Regions from separate parts of the Mus musculus genome. Here region 2 is linked to region 1. Evidence: chromatin contacts called from public HiChIP or PLAC-seq data. All regions are on one chromosome and are shown on one strand. Each heading gives the region's core, a stretch centred on a gene start, on an enhancer-like site or on the middle of the called end of the contact. The rest is flanking DNA. Distances are from core to core; before and after follow the strand shown. Region 1 overlaps Syne2 (spectrin repeat containing, nuclear envelope 2). Region 2 overlaps Sptb (spectrin beta, erythrocytic).

What was found. HiChIP or PLAC-seq counts read pairs in DNA pulled down with a chosen protein or histone mark.
Region 2: a contact with region 1 is called in a FOXA1 HiChIP or PLAC-seq map of pancreatic cancer cells. The contact joins two enhancer-like sites. A contact is called at or near these places in 1 of 39 promoter capture datasets (pre-B cells) and 2 of 115 datasets of contacts at active chromatin or transcription factors (forebrain and pancreatic cancer cells).

The regions. Positions count from the first base shown.
Region 1 is chr12:75,826,027-75,829,882 of GRCm38.p6, forward strand. The region is part of intron 1 of Syne2 (spectrin repeat containing, nuclear envelope 2); the gene reads left to right. Among named protein-coding and RNA genes, the nearest start is that of Gm40447, 8.3 kb to the left of the region's middle. Within about 2 kb of position 1,940, at least 88 of the 459 cell types and tissues checked have an H3K27ac peak or open chromatin away from gene starts, as enhancers often do. A contact at or near this core is called in pancreatic cancer cells, where this site is marked.
Region 2 is chr12:76,591,491-76,595,361 of GRCm38.p6, forward strand. All of the region lies in intron 32 of Sptb (spectrin beta, erythrocytic), which reads right to left. Among named protein-coding and RNA genes, the nearest start is that of AI463170, 46 kb to the left of the region's middle. Within about 2 kb of position 2,486, at least 197 of the 459 cell types and tissues checked have an H3K27ac peak or open chromatin away from gene starts, as enhancers often do. A contact at or near this core is called in pancreatic cancer cells, where this site is marked.

The sequences.
Region 1 (3,856 bases), core at 690-3,189:
ATGGGCCCGAGAACTGACTCCTGAAAGTTGTGCTCCGAGTTCCACATGTGCCCATAGGAAATAAATAACAAAGATGGCAACCAAACTCTCAACCCTCTACCCAAATGAATTATGATATAGGTGAAATGAAAATTCAAAAGTGATCAAAAATTGTGTCTGGTCCTAGAACAGTAGTAAGTCGACTTTTGAAACATTTAACTAGAAAGATTTCTGATGTTCTCCAAAGCGGAGATAGCAGCGAATGAACCCCGCGTAGCCATTCCTGGTGCCCATGATGACCACACTGACCACCGTCACCTTTCCCCAGAGGCTGGAGAGTTAGGAGATAAACTCTATGTATTGTATCATTTCACCCGTAAGAAACTGGGCTTTACATTATTTGATTTTTACGATGCTCCAGACAAATTTGAAGCCGATTTACATGAAGTATGGATAAATTTCTTTAGAGCTCACTTGTACAAAGGTGAATAAAAGAAAACCAGTGTGGCCATAAATATCCCTCTGATTAGCATAAAGTCATTGCAGGTAAGCAGGCTTGTTATTACTCTGAGTGTTATTAAAATTTTATGTACTGCAGTATTGTGTTAACATCTAGCACATTCTATTTACAGATTATGTTTCAGAATAATACAATGTATAATACCTCCATCCCACTAAAATTGAGTTGTGCTTGCAGGGACACTTCGAATTTGAAAGGCAGGTTTTGGGGAAAGGGGAGGTATGAGAAGGTTTTGAAGGGTTGGAGGGCAGAGTTTTACATGTCAGTTAAGACGTCTCATGACTCGTTCCAGCAGTTTAGCTCCCCTTGGGCTGAGGCTGTAGCTCAGTGGTAGACATGTGTTTGCCATGTGGGAGGCCTGGGTTCTAGCCCCAGAACCAAAAGAAAAAAACCGAAATCAAAACAAACCACACTGGTCTTAGTGTCCCTATGTGCAGTGTTTTCTTCAAGGTTATAATAACATGGTTTGGCAGAGACCAGCCTCTGGGGTGTTTAGTTTTATGGGGAGAGAGGGCAGAACTCATTTGCACAGGGACTACCTGTTTTTCTCAGGCTCAGGAACCGAGTATGGTATCAGGAGAGCAAGGCTGATTTTATCACCTATGACTAAGATCTTCATGCTTAGCTGCTTCGGCGTGAGTCATTAATTAAGGGCTCATACCATAGGAGTTAGCTAATTCTCACTTAAAAAACGCTGCTCGCTCAGGAACAGGGCTGGCTACAGTTCAGATGACCACCTTCAGGCTTGTCTCTAAAGCCTTAAACAACGTCCAACCCAGTTATCTGTGGATGAAATGATGTAGTGTGTGGGATTTATTCACATCAAACGCCGTTCATGAGCATTCTCCAGGCCCCTCAAACGGATACAAAAACCCACGACCCAAAGATCTAGGAGGCGTGACAATTCTGTGGCAGGCAACATGGGAAGGGATTGTTGGGCACGCTAATGCGTGGCGAAACTGTTGGTTAACAAGTTTGAGCTGCGGGTTCAGAAAGGAAAGCAAACGCTGAAAAGGAGCGGTGACTATAAATTCTGTGTTAAAAGTGGAATGAGTGTTTATTATCTGCACTTCCAGGTTGGCATCGAACACGGGTTCTTGGGCGTGTGCTCATCAAAACATCCTTCCTAGTCGCCCGTTTGGTGATATCGAGGAAAAGTTTCCCCTGTGAAGCTATAAGGGCACAACCAAGAGCTTTAAAAGAGAGGTTGCCACCGTCGAGGCTTTTGCGCTTGTCTTCTTATTTCGGGAAACTTCGACTCTGTTGGGTAATAATTCATTTTATGATTCGTTTCCTCAAGGACGGAGTGTTTTCCCTTCTGTCCTGCATGAAAAGACACTCCTGACTGTTCACCCCCACCAGTCAACAATTGAGTTAGGAAGGTTCTTTGTGGGTGCTGTTCCTGGGAGTCAGAGGGTGAGCCGGCTTCGTCTGTGAGTCATCTCGTTGTCTCACGGTTGGCTCTGTGTTTTCTTAGCAACGGCTGCAGATTTCAGGTCTGAGCAGGGAAAGCGTGTTTTGAAATGACCTGGCGTATTCTTTTGGGATCTGCGTGCATGCCCAGGAACCCTTGTAAAACTGTACTGAATATACTGCAGAGAACGGGAGAACGAACATTTGCCCTGCCCCTATTTCCTAAGCAATTTCTGTTCTGAGTTGTATGTGGGGGCAACTGGGTGGGCAGAAGTCAGAGCAGACGGAGAGAAATGAGTCCTGAACACTGTCAGTCTGTCTATAGATGCCCCAGGCCAGGCACCGTTGACTGGGGTCTTGAACACATGTTGAACTCTGCTCCCCTGTGTCACTGTTGATCTTGGAACTGTGATGTTTAGGAGCTCTGGTGCAGTGGCGTTGAGAACGTGGTCCCTTAAGTCAGTTTGACATTGGCTCAAGTCCTGGCCCTGGCCCATAGGAGCTGTATCAGCTGGAGTGGAGGAGAGGTGAGGTTAAGGAACTGCATCTTTATAGGGGTTCTGAGTATTATTGTGTAAGGCAGGGAACAGCACAATACCTACAGAACATTTGGTCCTAAGTTCTCCTTACTGTGGGCATTACTGTTGTGGCAAACACCGGACTAAAGGAGAGAGGGTTTATCCAATCAGCCATGGTGGGGAGGCGTGGATGGCACTGAAGTGTGCAGTCAGGAAATAGAGGTAGAAAGGAACACTGCTGGTGATCAGTGGCCTTTCTCCTATTCCCCCTTTAAAAGACAGTCTCTAATAGCCCAGGTAAGACTTCAGATGCATTGAGCAGCTGAGCATGCTAGAACTCCTGACTTCTCTTTTACCTTTCTTCCCTTCCCTTCCCTTCCCTTCCCTTCCCTTCCCTTCCCTTCCCTTCCTCCTCTCTCCTCTCTCCTCTCTCCTCTCTCCTCTCTCTTCTCTCCTCTCTCCTCTCTCCTCTCTCCTCTCTCCTCTCTCCTCTCTCCTCTCTCCTCTCTCCTCTCTCCTCTCTCCTCTCTCCTCTCTCTTCTCTCCTCTCTCCTCTCTCCTCTCTCTTCTCTCCTCTCTCCTCTCTCCTCTCTCCTCTCTCCTCTCTCCTCTCTCCTCTCTCCTCTCTCCTCTCTCCTCTCTCCTCTCTCCTCTCTCCTCTCTCCTCTCTCCTCTCTCCTCTCCTCCTCTCCTCCTCTCCTCCTCTCCTCCTCTCCCCTCTCCCCTCTCCCCTCTCCCCTCTCCCCTCTCTCCTCTCTCCTCTCTCCTCTCCTCCTCTCCTCCTCTCCTCCTCTCTCCTCTCCCCTCTCCCCTCTCTCCACTCTCCACTCTCCTCTCTCCTCTCCTCCTCTCCTCCTCTCCTCCTCTCTCCTCTCCCCTCTCCCCTCTCCCCTCTCTCCTCTCTCCTCTCTCCTCTCCCCTCCCCTCCCCTTCCCTTCCTTCCTTCCTTCCTTCCTTCCCCTCCCTGTGCCTCTCTTTCCTTCCTCCTCCCCAGCCACCACCCATACCTGGAGCTTCTTCCCTTTTGTTCAGTCTGGAACTCCATCTAGGAGCTGGTGCCAACCACATTCAGGGTGGGTTTTTCTTCCCAAGTTAGCCCTTTCTGGAAACATCCTCACAGACAACACTCAAAGCCCCCACTAATTCCCTGGGGGCTCATAATCCAATCACATTTAAAACAATAACCCTTCCATTATGTTGAATTCAAGGATGCCATGCACAAGTGACAGGTGTTCCCTGGCAATCAGAAACAAAGGATCGGTTGCTCTGGATACTTAGTTGCTGCGGAAGGTGGCCGGTGAACAAGTCTCCACATAGTCTCTGGAATGGAGGAAGTGTGGTGCAGAAAAGCAGAGTGCTGTGGGTGTACCAGCCAGCGGTGATTAATGCCAGCCTTGGGGAGGCTGGAGCTAATTTTAATAGCATG
Region 2 (3,871 bases), core at 1,236-3,735, 770 kb after region 1:
AACAGAAACCCTGTCTGTCTGCCTTCCTTCCTTCCTTCCTTCCTTCCTTCCTTCCTTCCTTCCTTCCTTCCTTCCTTCCTGCCTTCCTGCCTTCCTGCCTTCCTGCCTTCCTGCCTTCCTGCCTTCCTGCCTTCCTGCCTTCCTTCCTTTTCTTTTGAAAGGTTCCAAGGTTAAATAAACTAGGGAAGGGACAGGAAGAGGTGGCAGTTCCCTTGTTCTCCCTGGAAGCCTGCAGCGGTCTGAGGGGAGAGCCACTGCACTGTCAGGCAGAGGAGTCTCTGGTAGAAGTGCCAGAAGCCTCTAGTCAGGGCTCAGAGCTGCTTCTCATCCAGCAGAGGTGCATGTTAAAGACAGACAGGTTCTGCCTAGACACTGGGTGGAGGAGGTGGCCAAAGCCCCTGATGACTTCTATACACTCAGCCAGCAGGCTTTGATCATCAGGAACACTCAGGCTCTGCACCACTGAGGGTGTCCATCACAGGACATCACCCAGGGAGCCTGAAGGAGAATGTAGAGCTACCTGGAAGAAATTCTGGGGGTCAGGCTGGAAGGTAGTGCAGATGTCTAGGCCCTAAGAGGGGGCCAGCGGGCAGGGTGGGCCTGCAATAGGAGGACACACTGCCTGCGGTAGAGGCTGGTTTGCTGATTTGTTAAAACACACAAGAAGAGGTGTCTGATGGGAAGATGTGTGTACCAGCTGCTGGCACGATGTCTGAGAAGGGAATTGGCTGCTGATTGGGGGACATTATGGAAAGAAAAGACACTCAGAAGAGCCTTGTAGGACCTCCTGGGATTGAGGCTAAACAAGGAGAGACTCCTGGCTCCTGGGAGTCTTGGTGGAATCTTGACAGCCTTGCAAAGTCAAGTAAGTCACATAAGCTTGGCTTTTAAAGATGCATTTCCAGGATCAGCCAGCAGGGGGTGTGGGGGACTGCACACAGACCATTAATTCCACAGGCCAAAATACCCTGGCCCAGGACCACAGGGTCTTCCTAAAGATGCTCAGTGAATTACGATGGACCCATAAGCAAAAGAACCCTGCTGACAGAACTCTCCCTCTACTGTTAATGTTGGTGAGAGCCAGGGGCATGGATGGACCTCAGAACAGACTGCTTCATGTTAGCAGTGAGATGAGTTCTGGGACAGGAGCCTAGAACGTACATAGATGGAGTGTCAAGGATGGAGGCCTTGGGCTGGTTGCTGTCTACAACCGTGGTAATGTTAGAGTCCATATGAGGGAAGGTTCTTCTCAAAGATGAAGGGTTAAGGTAAGGATGACGGGACCTAACTGACCATGTGCTAAGCACCAAGTTCTCTATGCACATTCTGTCTCGCAAGCCTCACAGGCTCTCTGTTTTACAGATTACGGGGAACAGGAAATCTGCCCACAGCCATATATCTAACAATGGAAGGTAGAAGATGGGTCTGCTTAGCTCCAAACACAATGCTTTTTCTATTCAGTCCAGGTGTGTTTATGTGCGCATAATACCGTGACTGCTGAAGAAAGTATCACCTGTTGGGTTCCCAGTCTAAATGAGATGTGCCCAGCTTACATCAGGCATGTGGCCAATTTGTTAAGGTGGTATGATCTGCTCTCTTCTCTGCTGGAAATGGGATTTGCACCACAAAAGACACACTGCTAGATGCTTTAGGCAACCAAACAGTGCCAGGTGAGGGCAGGGTGAGCAGCAACCCTAGCAGTTCGGGATGTTTATTCTCCCCAGTGCCTGACGTCTTGGCCCCTGGGCTGTGACGGAGAAGGGTTGTCTAGATAGCTTGCGAAGGGTACCTGAAAACAGTTGTTTGCAAGAGAAGAGAAAGAATCCGTTTGCTGAGTCGAAAAGCAGCCAAAGACATGCATGAGACCACGGAGCCTTGGGGTCGACAGTTCCCCCAAAGGAGAGGCTTTGCTGAACCAGAAGTGTAGGGTGGAGAAGGAAAGGCAGACTGGCATATGGCAGGCCAGGAGATGGTGAGGGGCTGCCAGGAGTGGGATTTGGAAGCAGAGAGGCTCAATCCTACACTCCAAGGGGCAACTGTTGTCTACTGAGGAGCTTGGGCAAGATAGAGGGAATATGGTTCATGGCACTGGACAAAGCAAAGGGAAGTGGAGGCTTCTCTTGGACACAGGAGGCCGCCTGACCCACTGCCACCAGAGAGCAAGCGAGGTGGTTTTCAATGTGTATGACCTGTGAGCTGACTTTAGAGGCCTGGACCCTGGCACTGTCAAGTAGGCAGTTCTCCACCCACTTCCCAGGTGCTCCCGAATGTTAGCTGAGTCTCATCCTGAGTCCATCGGTATTGGGGGACAGGGGACTGGAGAACATAGAGCTTGAAACAAGAAACTTGGGGGAGACTTTGCAGCAGAAGGACCAGGCATTAGCATCTGGCATAGCAAAGAGAGAGCTGGCCACACCCTGCTGTGTGTAACGCCCAGAAAGAGAGAAGGTTTCTCTAGGGAGCCAGGGCACAGTGCCAGACTGCAGGCAGACACACCCTTGCCACGCTGACTCAGGCATCCTGGGGAGAGAGAAACACGCCCAAGTTTGGGGCAAGGCTGACGTCTGTTTCAGGCAGAGACTGCCCATTTGGAACAAAGAGGATTTGCATTTGAGGCAAAATGTCTGAAAAAGCTGCTGTTTGGGGGTGTGGGAGGGGCAAGGACTGGGAAAGCTGTTTAGGCAAGAAGAAACAGCTGCTATCCCACTCGCACAGCATCCACCAACGTCAGAGCCTCACTGCTGGCTGCTGAGCAAAGCTGGCTGCTGGGGGCAACTGTGGCTGGAGCTATCAAGGCCTTGCCACAGGGGTGGCCATGGACCCCGAGATCCTGGTGCCTGCACAGCCCTTGGGGTACAGCCCCTCACTCACATGTGCTGGCTGCTCTCCCAAAGCCTCTGAGACAATGGAAGGAAGATCAGCAAGATTCAGATTACCCTGGCAGCCCTACTCTGACGATCAGCCTGTCTCAGGGGAAGTTGGCTGTGTGGCCATTCATGGAAGGTCACACTTAAAGAGTGGTGGCTGGGAACTACCCTGGGGTAAGATTCGTCCCTGCCAGACTGACCATGAGTAGCACCCACTCTGACACCGTCTGGAGTGGCTTTGATCCTTGGGGTCCCCCTGCACTGCACACTGGGCCTAGCCTGGGGACTTGGAGGCAGGAAGGGTAGGTTGGTTCCAAACTAAGACTGTTTCTCGTTACAGCCCCCAACAGCATCTGAGTCTTTCAGGGGTGTCACTCCTGTCATCCCAGCAGGGACAGTGTGACACAGCAGTGTGTAGGAAGAGGTTTTGAGCCTGAGGAAACTCACACTCTCTTTAACCCCATGAGAGCTTGCTCTCTTCTCTCCTAGGAGGAAACATCTTCCTACAAACACAACACTGGGCAGTCTGAGGAGCAATGCCTGGAAGATGAACATTCAGGAGAGGACCGGATCTTTCCCAGGGGAAGGGAAGCACAGGAGGCAGAGAGGGTGCCTGTCTCTTGCCAGAAAGTCCTCCTGCTTTACCCTCCGGCTGAAGGCCCCCTCAGGGCTCCACTTCTGGCATTATATAGGTTTGAACCTCAGTCCTTTCCTCAAAGAGGGACAAGGGCAAACACCCTAGGCTGTGACCTCTCCTTCCCCATCCTGATTTCACAGTAGCTTCCGGAATCTCAGAGTTAGGAGCAGATGGAAGGAAAATAGGAAAGCCATCCTCTCAGTCTCCCCCTTGGAAGGCTACGTCGCTGACTCGTGGGACTGTGGACTTTCTGTAACCTTACAAAAAGACCTTTATAAGGCAAGAGGCTTGGGGACGGGGAGAGGATTCCAAACCCACACAGGTTAACCAGAACCAAAGACCAGACCCCAGACATTCTGACTTCATC